Linked DNA regions of Danio rerio: region 1 is linked to region 2. The links are chromatin contacts, called in public Hi-C maps. All regions are on one chromosome and are shown on one strand. The core of a region is the stretch at or near the end of the contact, and the rest is flanking DNA. Distances in the headings are between cores, read along the strand shown. Region 1 overlaps LOC141381264 (a long non-coding RNA gene). Region 2 has its middle 22 kb from the start of grifin.

Region 1 (6,874 bases), core at 1,280-3,779, 150 kb after region 2:
GAATTGAATTTTAAAAAAGGTCACAAAAACAGTGCTTTATTTGCTGATAATATGTCCCTGTAAATATCATTAGCATGAAAATACACAAAAGTTGTTAGCATGCCACTCTGTAACATTTAATTTACCTAAAAACTACAGTAAAATATATGTTTAAGTATGTTTTTGAGGTTTCTCAAAAAAAATGTAGGCTAAAACATAAATTTCAAATGAGAATGTGTTGGAGAATTTATCTATGAGACACTCAGTCAGTTGGCATGGTCAGTTGGCATTTCTGTGTGAAGTTTGCATGTTCTGCCTGTGTTTGCATGCTCCGTTTTCCCCCACAGTCCAAAGACTATGGGTGAATTGGATAAGATAAACAGGCCATAGAGTATGTGTGTGAATGTGTGAGTGTATAGGTGTTTTCTAGTAATGGGTTGCAGCAGAAAGGGCATCCACTGTGTAAAACATATCCTGGATAAGGTGGCGGTACATTCCGCTGTGGTGACTCTTGATAAATAAAGGGACTAAGCTGAAGGAAAATGAATAAATGAATGAATTATTCAAATCTACACATGATGAATAAAACAGGGATTGATCTGCACAGATCCTCTATGAACACGTATAGAAGTATGATCCTGTCTATTTTGTTATAATAGGATCAAAATAAAGTAATTAAAACCATACACATGCATGCACAGATACCATGCTCGACCAGTCTAGATGCTTACCATTTTAAAATGGACAAATGTTGTTGTTTTTTTTTAGTTGTAGAGTTCAATTCATAAAAAAAGTATAACTTTAAGATTACTTTATTTTCTACTCGTTGCAGTGACTAAGATTTCAAGTTCAAGAGTTATGAAGTTTTTTATTGGTTACCTGGTGTATTAAAAGTATGTTCGGTGTTACTCTAGAACAGAGATGCCCAAATATAGGGCCCATTGGCCCATAGTAACCTCTCATTTGGTCCATCATCCCATCTGAGAAGAGAGGAAGGATGATAGGGATGGTTCAGAGATTGTCATTTCCAATCTAATGTAACATTTTGTTTGATTGTTTGATTATTAAAAGTAGGGCTGCAACAACAAATCAATTAAATCGATTAAAATCATTCACTAAAAGCGTTGGCAACAAATTTCTATAGTCGTTTCGCTGTGTCACACAATGCAGAGACATTTGAATATATAAACAACTTAGTTGAGCATGGGGTAAAGTGAATGCACTCTTTTTCGCGCACTGATGCCAGCAGAGTTCGGTGCCTTATCGACGGGACGGAGCAAAAAAACAAGCCGAGGTAACGTTGGTTAGAGGAAAGATACATGGCGGGGAATGGAACAACAGCAGAGTAAACCACTACAGACTCCTGCTTTTGTTCCGTTTTGAAGTGAGTAACGTAACGTCCCTGATGCTGGTGTTTACTTGTTATTCCGCTTGACAAGCATGAAGTAAAAAATTCAAACTGTGCTTTGGTGCCTTGGCTGGTGCTTGAGCCAGAGAAAGACGTGCCATATTATCACAATTAGGCAGTGTTTTTAACCACCCAATGCTTATTTTATGTTTTAGATATGTAAATACACACAAGTACTAGTAAAACAATATATTTTGAGTTTGTAAAACACACAAAAAAGTCTATGGAAGATACATGTTGCAATTAAGTTCAATTTATTCTTCTCCCAGCTGGCCAGCTGCTTGCTTTCATGCATTTTGGGAGTAACTGATGAATTTACGTGCTGAATGCTGCGTTCTGCTTTTATGAATGACGCATGCGCGCAGCCGCAAGTAAACATGGGGATGCCCATCTCACGTCATAGATCCCTATCAAAATCATTTATACGTCTTTTAAACAACAAAAAACACTCACATACAGCAAGTTTTTGTTTTGACATGATGAGCAAGCGTGTGAATATTTTTTATTAAACTGGAAAAGCATAATAAAAGGCATCTGTCATACAGCGCTATTGTGGCTGCGGTGTGTCAAGTAACAACACTAAATTATAATATATTTAGCTTCGGCCCACAACTCATAATGATACTCGTTTTTTGGCCCTCAATATGAAAACATTTGGGCACCCCTGTTCTAGAAATATTTATATGAATAATGGTATGTAACTTTTACTTTTCATTTTGACGTTTCAGTATTTAGCTTTATTCCATACTCTCTTAATTTCTATCAACATTATTTTTTTAAATCGTTTAGTAAACAACAGCACTCTTTATTTTACAATCATAGAATTCGCCCCTTTGACAGCACAACTGAATTACCACCTGACAAGGAAACCCCCAAAAGTTTCCAGAGTAACAGAAAGCATTTTTCTAGCAGATGGCTTTCTAGTAAACCCCCTCCAGAAATCTCACCTATGATCAGAAAGACTGGTTTGTCCACAGATAAAAGGCCACGTCAAGTGTGAAGTGAGAGGAAGCCACACTAAATGTGCTGGCATGATGCCCTTTCTAATAAAGGAAAATCTGCTAGGGGGGTATTCACAGGAGCCTGGCATCACCCCTGTTCCCATTCACTTAACCACTTCAGTGCACTCGCACTGCATTCCTGCAGACCCACAATAGAGGCCTAACTCAATTTCCAGCATAATTAGACTGTGCGGAATTCCATTTGCCATCCCTGTTACAGGAAAAAACGGTGGCATTTTCTATTAGACTGAAGACGAGTGCCAGAACACGTACGCCAGCTTTTCAATAGGGCAACGCTAAGCTAATTCGTTTCTTTGATGCCTGAGTTTGTGACACCGTCTACCATGGCTCTCAAAAATAAACGCTTGACATTTCCATGGACAATGAGAGGAGACAGGCAGGGTGTGCTCTATTTTCTGCTTTGTTTTCCCTGAAGTCCACCCTCTTCCCCTCCACACACAAACACAGCGGCTGCTGTCTGGTGGCTGACAGGAAGGCCTCTATGGTGTGGCCTCTATGGACACTGACCCCCATGACTGATGTCATAGCAGTGAGGTCATAAACAAATCTCTGTTTTTTTTCGATTTTCCTGTCAGCTCACAGACAGCATTCAGCACATTCCTCTGGTCTATTTGAGTATCAAAACATCAACTGTAAACACACACACACTAGGGGTGGGACGATAACCGTTTTCAAAGTATACCACAATTTGGAAAAGTCAGGGTGTTAAAATTGGCAAAATATTCTGTTATACCATTCCTACGGTATAGAGGAATTACCAACCGACATCACACAAGACTTCACATGGATTCACGGTTGCAAAAAGAGACCAGTTGCAATAGCAAACATGTCATGCTGTGCGGTAGGATGCCAAATTCGAAAACGTAACTTTTATCGTACACCACACTGCTTTTAATGCCAACCACAGACGTCTTTGGCTAAAAGGGAGCTGAATGGAGTGAGAACCTAATTAAAAATCTGGTAATCATGGAACATTGTTTCTTGCACATGACCACACAGAACCAAATTGTTGGCATCCAAAGACTTGTAGGCCTTTAACTTCTCTCTTGTAAGAACACTTGGAGTTTCAATTAGATTGTTGTATTTTTCGGGCTGGATGCACGCACGCACGCACACACGCACGCATGCACACACAGACACAGACACGCACACACACACACACACACACACACACACACACACACACACACACACACACACACACACACACACACACACACACACACACACACACACACACAATGACAAACTACAGTTTGAACAACATTTTTGTAATAGTTTTCTAGATTTTTCCTCTGTATTGCATAATAAAGCAATTAAGTAATGCAATTAAACATATTGTATAATTATTTTCAATTTGAGCATCAAAACATCAACTATAAACACTTACACATACACACAATGACAAACTACACAACGTCAACTGAATTCGATATTTTTCATGATTATCTTGAATTTTCCTCTTCATTAAGTATTGCATAATAAAGTAATTAGGTAATTTATACTGTTTTTAATATTTCCCCTAACATGTTATTTGGAGGTGTACTACTATTTGCACCATTATCTTAAATATTTTGTTAGATTTGTTACATGTTTGCTTTTGGTAATGTCTAATGTAATATTCATCGATCCATTCATCCATTCATCGATCTATCTTGATTGATTCATTCATTTTCCTTTGGCTTACTCCCTTTATTTTTATCAGGGATCGCTACAGAGGAATGAACCGCCATCTTATCCAGCATATGATTAAGGCAGCAGATGCCCTTCCAGCCGCAACCAGTACTAGGAAACTATCTATCTTGTTAAACTAAAACATTTCTAAAAGTAGCTAAATAAAACATGTGTGCATGCAGAAAATTATATATACAAAATAATATACAAAGAAAACATTAACAAAATTAAACAGAAAACATAAATAATTCAAAGTATTAAAAAAAAAGTGTATTTAATTGCACTACATTAAAATACCTTCAATAACATTCCTTTGCTTTTCAGTTTAGTCCCTTATTCAGTGTAGCGATTTTTGGGGGGATCTGGTTAAAGTATAAACTTATAGCTGAGAATCGGTACCAATGATAAACCTGTTTTGGCCCAGTGAAGGGCAAGTTAAGGGTGATAAATTGGCTGAGATTCAGGCTGGTCATGGCCCATGTGTGGCCCTTGTCTTTAATCCAGTTATGGGCCACTTCAGGGCCATCATTCTTTGCGGTACTTGGGCCAAGGGAAAAGTTATTGTGTGGCCTGGAGCTGGGCCAGAAAACATTTGATATGTGGGCAGACACTGCGGCCAGTTTAGTTTAACCAGTTCACCTATAGCACATGTTTTTGGACTGTGGGGGAACCTGAGCAACCGGAGAAAACATGCGAGCAAGGGGAGAACACACAGAAATTTGTTTATTTTTAAATGTGTTTATATTAGTTTTCCCTCTTTTTTGTTCCATTTACCTCATCATATTCGCTTCGCCATATGCAACAGAATTTTTTTTTTCTGTTCCCATAATATCTATGAATATCAATGAAATCACAGTCTTTTCAGGGCTAATTTATGTTCTTTTTTGGAAACTTGCGAATTTTATTAATATTGTATCCAAATTAAACATTTATTATGTATTTATATATCAAATTGTTTGTAGCCTACATTTTTCATTATTTGTTTTTGATTTTTTTTAGGCTTCAGATGGTGGAAAGTGTTTCAGGTGGAGTGTGCTGCTTGTTTGTTTTGTTGTATGTACGTTATGATGTGTTGTACTCTGTTTTACTTTTTAGGGACCCCCTAGAAAATGAGATGATTCATCTTAAGGGGCTATCATATTCAAGAAATAAATTCAAATTCAAATACCCACTGACCCGGCCGAGACTGATTGTGAGGCGACAGCACTATCCACTGCCCATCTACTCCTAGTCTTCAGTGGTAGGCCTAATATATGTATAATTCCTGTAATAACAGAATACTCTATAAAACTAACCTTCTAAACTGTATATGATCAGCAGTAAATAAAACAGAGCTTCTTACCTCCCACAATGCAATGTAGTACCTTCCTTTTCCAGTACACAGACTCAATCGGTAGCCATTTTAAACATCGATTTTTGGACTTTTTTTGACAAAAGGGTATGCTCGGGTCTCACAATTTCTGGCAGATGTGTATGATTTGACCACCAGTCGACTGGAATAACAATTTGTTTCACTCACTGTTTTGTATTAAAATACTTGATGGAAAACTAGATTGTAATTAATTCGCAAGTTTTCCCCTCAGGCGAAGTCCCTGACAGTGAACGCTGTCTTAAGCAGGTCGCACACCAGAAGCGACGCTCGGCGGCGCGCCGCGCAGCGCCACGTATTTTAGAATTCTAATCATAGGTTTCTATCAGGATACACACACCGGCGCCGCAAGTCGGCGGCTGTCGGCGGCGCCCGGCGACGGCTCAGGACGCAGTTCATTTTTCAGCCGCGCCACAGAGCGCCATCTGATTAGTTTCATGTTAAATATCATTCGAATGTGCGCGTCTGGTGTGCGATACTTTAATCTGTCATGTACGCGCCGTGTCGCGGCGCCGAGCGGCGCTTCTGGTGTGCGACCTGCTTTACACGACACAACGCTGCCCTCCTGTGTTCATACACGAGTAAAGCAGAGTCAACGTGCGCTAGAAAATATGGACTCGAATAATTTACTAACTGCCTGCTCTATCAAATGGTTGACTTTGTTTTAAATAATTACTGTTAAAGTCATTTAAAGAATGACCGTTTTAAACAATGGCTTACACACAGCATTGTTGGATTTTGTTGGCTTTATGGTAAATAAAGAACAAGAAAACATGTTAAATGAGAATCAGAATTTTTTTTTATGGCATACTTCAAAATTAAAGATTTAGTATTCAGAAATAATTTTTTTTTTTTTTACTAAATTGGTCTTACACTTTATATTTTCAGATAGTAGGGGAGTGCGGGGCACAAAGTTACGCAGGGTAAAATGTGACACCGGTATTTGCTCAGGTTTGACCATGGCATGCTTCCAAGGTTTTCACCACAGTGTAGGCAAACTTCTTCCTACCAATTATTGAAAACGTTTGTTGAAAGCTGGATGAGAGAAACCATTTTTGCAGCATAAAAATGTTTTTATTATAGTCATATTTTTTATAAAAAAAAAATAAAAAAATCTGTGAAAGTGAATAAAATCTTATATTGTTGTGATCACCGTCTTCTAGACTAAAAGATGAAACCATTTTAAAAGATGTCAAAAACAGTGACTGCTAGCCAGTTTTGAAAAAAGACGACACGGCGGGCAAGTTGTAACATAACAAGTTGTTACAATTACGCAACACACTGTTGGACACCAACTAAACTAACAAAATAATTTCTGAATTTTGAGTGTAATGTTGGAAACTTTTAAAATAAAATGTTATTTAATAGAAAATATTTTTTAACAGACAAAAAAATATTGCTAATACTACAAATAAATGCATT
Region 2 (7,230 bases), core at 4,455-6,954:
CCCCTGAGGTGTTTACATGATATTAAAGACACAGCAATAGCGTCAGATGCAGCAGATGGATTTTATGGCACCAGGTTAAACTTTCTTATACATTTACAGCACTCAAATATATAAAAAAAAATAAACAAAGAATATTCGTGGGCCTATTGGTGTGTGTGCGCCGTTGCATGTATTTATAACCACCTTAGAGAAGTCACTGGCATTGTCATTTTGGGGGGAACGTTTGGGAACCCCTGCATTAAGGCATTTGTATTACGCACTTATAAATTTGTCCAGAAGAGGGCGACAAATATTTGCTTATGTCCATAACAAATACACAAGAGACCTCTTCTGTAGAAGTCATGATTACACTCCTGTTGCTATTGGTTGTCAACCCAAAACAAACACTTTAAAACAATGACAGCCGTTAATTGATACAAAAAAGAAACACAGATTCAGTATAGACTTTTTACTGTTTGTCATTACCAACTCAACTGTTACTTTCTTTCTCCATTGTCCTTTGAAAGTTACAATTTATCTCCATAACCTAATGTTACTGTTTATCCAGGCAGCTGAATACATTCTATTTTTCCTCTTTAATTTTCAAAAGATGGAGTTTAATATGAAGCAACCCGCTTAAAGGCCTGTGAACTGCGTCATCCAGCCACTGATACTCCCAGAGTACCAAAAGCGAACCACTCTTGTCTCTGCTGAAGTTATATTAGGTTCCATAAATAAAACTCAAATCTAAAAAGGGGCCCAAACCAATTCCTCTTCCTCATATAAACAACCAGGCCACATACATTAAACCAGTACAAGCCACAGATCAGTTCTACCACATCACAAAACACCCCATAAAATGCATCTCCGAGAAACACAACCAAAACAATTCAAGCATATTCCCAAATGATTCTAAAAGTTCTTCGAAGCCCAGTCCATTGTTTACATCTGAGCCCTCTTTTAAAGCTCTCGTTCCCAAGAGAGTCTAGACAGAAACAGCAAAACATGCATCGGCCATGTCTCCATTTTTAAAGGCCTCCATTATTCACTGCGTCATTATCCTAGGCCTTTGTTTGCTAAATAATAATGAGAAGAGGCTGAGTTTTCGGCCTTGTATGCAAAGCCCCCGTCGATCTCAGCATCTCTATTTACATAATGATGCTGTGGGGATGCGGCTCTCTCGGAGTCTGTGAATGTGTGCCATATGGTGCAGATGGGACCAGACTACAGCTTGACATGGAGGGCGGCTTGATGGAGCTCTAAAGGGCTTTTTCTCACCCTGCGCCCCACGGAGGTCACACAACAGCCTGCTCTTGTGGACACTGCTTTGTGTCAGTCAAGGCATCATGAATCATCACACCTGTGTTGGAATGAGCCATGTGAAGGATGGGTATGGAAGTAGTGATTTGCTTATTTTGCATGTTTTTTTTTCCTTTATTTTTTATTTGATATTTTACATTTGCATTAAAATTTTTAAGGTTTATTTATTTATTTATTTTTTATTATTTTATTTAAGATTTTTAATATGTATTTTTTCAGAACCCCTTCCTCAACAAGTGAACCCCTTACAGATGAGGGAATAAATAATAAAAAAAATAATGATAATATAAATGTTTTAAAATAAAATAAGAAAAATACTACAAAATGAATAAATAAAAAGTACTGCCATAAAAAAATTATTTTCAGGGGACACATTTGTACATCAAGTTACATTTTGTTACATTGCAGTTTCCTTAGATTAAATTGGTGATAGTTTAATTCCCCTCTATATGTACATATCTAATTATGTTGTAATACTTTTCCACCTCTTCAAAAAAATATCAGTCTTCACGTGTAGACATTAAGTAATTTTTTCTATTACATAGACCTGTTTAAGTGTCTGAATCCACTGAACTATATTTAGAGGACCTTCTTCCAACCAATGTACTGTTATCATTTTTTTTATGTGTAATGTAATAATATCCTTAGTACAAATCTTGTTTCATCATTAAACATTTCTTTGGAAAAATAAGGACACAACTGGATTGAGGGGTATTTCTATATCTATTTCTGTTTTAAAATTTTCCAAAATTCTTGAATTTCAGGGCAGTCTCAAAAAATGTGGGGGTGATCTCCTGTTTTACCACATTTTCTAGAACACAAAGCAACAGATGGTCCTTTTATGTATTTACGTGAGTATTAAAGAACCTCATTTTTACCAGTCAAATTCTTTCCATAATTGACTATTATTTCTTAGTTATTTTTTCTTAGCATTTTTGTCTCAAAACAATTGAATACAGATTTATACTTTTAATTTTTGTTTTAAATATTTTAGTACAGTTTAATACAACAACGTGTTTAGCAGAAAAAAAAAATAGGTCAATATTTTATTTTATTATTCTACAAAGCTGTGCTTCTTTACATAGTATTACAGTATATACTTCAGTAAATAATATGGCTGTTACAGTATTGAAATTTTGTTAATATGTTTTGTTAATATTGTTTGATTTTAGTTAATTTAATCTCAGTAACATTACATAATACTAACGGATTTAATGATGAACTAGTGATTTAAATGAACATTAATTAAGATTACTAAATGCTTTAAAGGTATTTAAAAATATTTTAGTATGTAGTTAACAACTGTTAATAAATGCATTGTAAAGTGGCAACAGAATTCATCAAATAAATGCATTTGTAAATTCTAATAAAATGTAATAATAAAATAACAATAAAAAGAATTAATTAAAAAAATTGAAATTACAATTTATTTTTTGGCGTCAGTGCTATAGTTTTTCTACATTCGCAATTTTACATTTAAATGCTACGTAAAAATAATTAACAACATATATTTATAATAGGGTTACCAGAAATTGCATTTGATTTTGGGTTATGGCATGCAATTATGTATAATTTACTGTTATTACAACAATAAATACATACAACATACAGCAAGAACGTGTGTGTCCTTATTTCAGTGTAATCATTCATTAAACTACTGAGCAATTTTAATTAGTTGCATGTACCTACTACAAGATTAGGGTTAGAATGTGGCTTAGCTTTAGGGTTAGTTGCATGTAATTATGCATAGGTAATTTTAATTACTATAAGTACATGGAACATGTGTAACAAATGCACTTTAAAATAAAGAGTTACTAAAAAGTGTTACAAAATATTTAAATATATATAAAAAATATTCAGTATTAGGATCACATCATACAGTTTTCCTTTGTAAAGTTTATTCTGATGCAATAGTTGACAGCACATGATGCTGTTTATAAAAAATAGCGTTCCCCGAAGTAACATCACAATCTAAATTCTGATTCAAAACACCTTTGCGTGGATCTGTTTTTGACTAAAAGCTCAGATTCACTCAAGTACGTTCACACGCATATACATGTACAACAGATGGACAGATGCATCAGTACAATAGGGTAACTAAGTCCAGATGGGAGTCATATTAGCAGTAGTAGCCCCAGCTGCTGTCTGAACATGACTATGCAAGACCTGTCAGCTGCTCTACCCTAACATTCATAGCCATGGCAACAGGCTCACCCGCCTCAGCCTCTACCCTCAAAGGCAAGACTACGTGTGCCTACAGAGTAAAAGGATGAAGCCATCTGACTGGCTCATTGGCCTTCTGTTCCTCTGATCTGTTTGTGTTTTGCTGTTGGGAAAATATTGAGAATGAAAAACATCTCCTCTCACAACATGCAGAGAAAACCCAGAGCTGCTAAAATGATTTTCAAAGAGCTTTTAGATCTATTGAACTCATGTTTGTCAGATATTTCTCTAAAAGCCTGATGGAGAAATAAAATCAAATGCAAATGTGAAACCATGTTGACTTAAAAATAAGGGAGATGGCATTGCTCAAATACTTGGGTTTTAGAAAATGTTTAAGATGAGTGAAGATGAGCACACACATTTACTTTTCTGTTTTATGAGCTTCATGATTTTTTGAACACACACACACTTGATACACTTCATTGACCATGCACACATAGACATCTCCTATATACTATATTCCTGGAGGTTTACTAAGTTTATATAAAACTTTAACTGTTAAAAGCTGTTAGTTACTAGTTCATTAGTTAAAGGTTATTAGTAGGCCCACACGGAATCTGCGTGCGCAAACATCCGCAGATTTCTACAGATTTTTAGCCCATTATTGAGTCTATTTACTTGTGTAAATGTTTTTCAATTTATATTTGTTCAGTTTTTAAATTAATTTTAGTCATATTATTGAATAATACAAAAATGTTTATTTGATTTATTTACAATACAACCTGTAAAGTAACTTTTTCTGTTCTGTTAATTTTCATTTAGTAGATATACAGTATTGTATGAGAGACTTGCTCTTTTTAATTAAATAAGTGAATCTAATTGGCTTTGCATTATAAACGTTAATGATAATAATAATACTACTACTACTAATAATTATTATTATTTTAATAATTATTATTATTATCAAAAGTTAAAATTGTATTTTTTTTGTATTATCTTTTTCATATTTTAGGCTTTTAGTTGTGATACCCCAAAACCATTCGGCATAAATCCACAGATTTTTTTATTTTTTTAAAATTTTATTTATTTATTTATTTATTCTCTGTAGAAATAGCAAAAAAATGTTAACAGATTCTGTCTGGCCCTAATTATGATACAATTCAATTCAATTCAGCTTTATTTGTATAGCGCTTTTACAATGTAGATTGTGTCAAAGCAGCTTCACATAAATGGTCATAGTAACTGGAACAGTGTAGTTCAGTTTTTAGTGTTTTTAGTGATTTTATGAGTTATTATTAAAGCTATAGTAAGTTATAACCTTAACATTTCCACATTTTATTGTAAAGCAATAATGTGCATCTTTTGTGAAGCTACTTTGAAACAATAATTATTGTGAAAAACGTTGTACAAATAAACTTGAATTGAATGAATTGAATTGAATTATGCATATGTTTGTTGCTTGTACCCTGTGGGATTTTGTTTTACGAGTCAAGTGGCTCATGAGCTCCTGATAATTTTTAAGCATGTCAAAAAAGATCAAGGTTGATGTCAAATTGAATTTGTGAGGTGAGATTGGTTGAAGAGCATCACTAGGGTGCATTGGGTAGCACGATCGCCTCACAGCAAGAAGGTCACTGGTTCGAGCCTCGGCTGGGTCAGTTGGCATTTCTGTGTGGGGCTTGCATGTTCTTCCTGTGTTTGCATGGGTTTCGTCCAGGTGCATCGCTTTCCCCCACAAGTGAAAAGACATGTGGTATAATTGTGAATTGAATAAGCAAAATTGTCTGTAGTGTATAAGTGTGAATGAGTGTGTATGGGTGTTCCCCAGTGATTAGATTGCAGCTGGAAGGGCATCCGCTGTGTAAAACATATGCTGGATAAGTTGGCAGTTCATTCTGCTCTGGCAACCCCTGATTAACAAAGGGACTAATCCGAAAAAGAAAATGAATGAATAAAGATATGGCAAAATGTGTAGGCAAAAAAACTTAAGCTCCAGTTCCAATTTACCAACTTCTTAAGTGTTGATGGGTTTGCTTTTTAAGCAAAATTCTCAATTTAACTTCAGCATGATGTACGATTAATACATTAATTGTTATCTCTATTGTCTGAGCTATGCCCAGTAAAAGGGCAGCATGCCGCTCAGCTACTGTTTATGTAGACACTGCCCCTGACCCTCAGCAGGTCATGCTCTCTTGACTTCTCTCAAATCACGGGGCAGAGGAGAGGAGGGCCAGTGTGTGTTTGTTTGTCTGTGAGCAGCGCATGTGGCATGCTGCCCCTCACAGATGATCGGCATCCCAGGGGAGACCCCCTACAGAAACACATTCCTTCAGCTGTGCTGAGTCTTATGACCACAGATCTGATCAAACGCAGACGCTTTGATGAGGAACTAAGCCCTCAGGAACAACCTCACAAGCATAAAGCAGTAACTGTTCACATGATTAAACCACAGAAAAGCTGGCGGGACAACTGTTCAAGCTGACAGCAATGACACTTAGAAAAGAAATCAAAGGGGAAGTAGTCTCAAGTATGAAATTTGAGTCATCATTTACATTACAAACTTATTTTATTATTGTATATTTAAAATGAAAAGTGACCAAAAACAAATGTTTTTGTTTTCCATGAAAGAATTCAGACTCAAATCTTCACTTAAAAATTAAGCTACAATATTGGAACAGATGGTTTCATGTAGAATCTTTCACAGGAAATTTTTCATTCCACAAAGGGTTCTTTAAAGCAGTGGTCCCCAACCACTTGGCCAAATGGTACCGGACTGCACAAGAAAGTATTATTTATTTCTGTTTTATTTATTACCCAAGTCTGAATAATCTTTTAATTTGAAAAAATCTTTTGTTTTGAAAAACTACCATATTCTCTCGGTTATATCTCAGTCACTTGAGCGTCAACATTTAAACCACAAACTAGCAAACTGAGTAAGAAACAGATGTCTGAAAAGTTTATTTGCTGAGGGAAAAGGCCTAGTGAAGGACCAACGAACTGCCAAGGAATGGATCTGCAACCCTCTTGTCAACAAATCAGGTAAACCCAGTATGTCTGTGCAATAAGATCAACTGCTGGAGATTGCAAATGATGGCAACCTTATAGCGGTCGTTAACATATTACGTCTTTTCTACGCACAAGTTTGTTATTTCCAATAGAGGCGTGCGGCTTGTGCATGCATATTGGGAGCACTTTTCTAGGCGCACCTAGTTGAAAGCATCTCTTTTCAGAATGCTGTGAGTGCACCGCAAGTTTCGTGACAAGAACTGACCAATCCGCTTCATACATTGTATGGAATATAAACATTTTGCACAAAACACCCAAACACTGCTGTACTTTATAATTTTCTCCATAAATAAAACTTATAAGAAAAACTTTAAAGAAAAGACTATTTTTGAAACCCAAAATTATTTTTTGGCAGCTCTGCAAAAAAGAAAAATAACAATTTGGGATAACAAACGATATGGAATGCTTTATTTCTGTATTTGATATTATTTGTTTGCTCACATTTTATTTTGATGGTCCTCCTATAGATAGTCTGCTGACCGTAAGTTAATTTACAAGTTCAAATCTGCTAACTCTCATCTGCGTAGTGTCTATAGATTTCCTTTTGATGTTCTTAGGCAATCATTTCAGCATCTACAACATATTAAAATAAATTAAAAACAATATTTTGCATGTCTACTAATACACTATTAAACAGCCACATTCAGCCACACTATTAATATGGCCACAGCAATATCGCCCTGCAGCCCAAGATTGGTTACT

Evidence for each region. Hi-C and Micro-C count contacts between places; a contact is called where the count stands out from the background.
Region 1: a Hi-C map of hematopoietic stem cells shows a contact between it and region 2, with 4 times the contacts expected there. The contact joins two enhancer-like sites. A contact is called at or near these places in 7 of 18 Hi-C or Micro-C datasets (caudal fin, embryo, hematopoietic stem cells and 1 more) and 2 of 4 datasets of contacts at active chromatin or transcription factors (caudal fin and gastrula embryo).

What each region holds. Positions count from the first base shown.
Region 1 is chr3:40,970,997-40,977,870 of GRCz12tu, forward strand. LOC141381264 (a long non-coding RNA gene) reads right to left here. Exons shown (of 4, transcript XR_012401171.1): 1 at 5,990-6,874; 2 at 5,426-5,688. Among named protein-coding and RNA genes, the nearest start is that of lfng, 34 kb to the left of the region's middle. Within about 2 kb of position 2,530, at least 5 of the 62 cell types and tissues checked have an H3K27ac peak or open chromatin away from gene starts, as enhancers often do.
Region 2 is chr3:40,815,632-40,822,861 of GRCz12tu, forward strand. No RefSeq gene overlaps it. Among named protein-coding and RNA genes, the nearest start is that of grifin, 22 kb to the left of the region's middle. Within about 2 kb of position 5,705, at least 21 of the 62 cell types and tissues checked have an H3K27ac peak or open chromatin away from gene starts, as enhancers often do.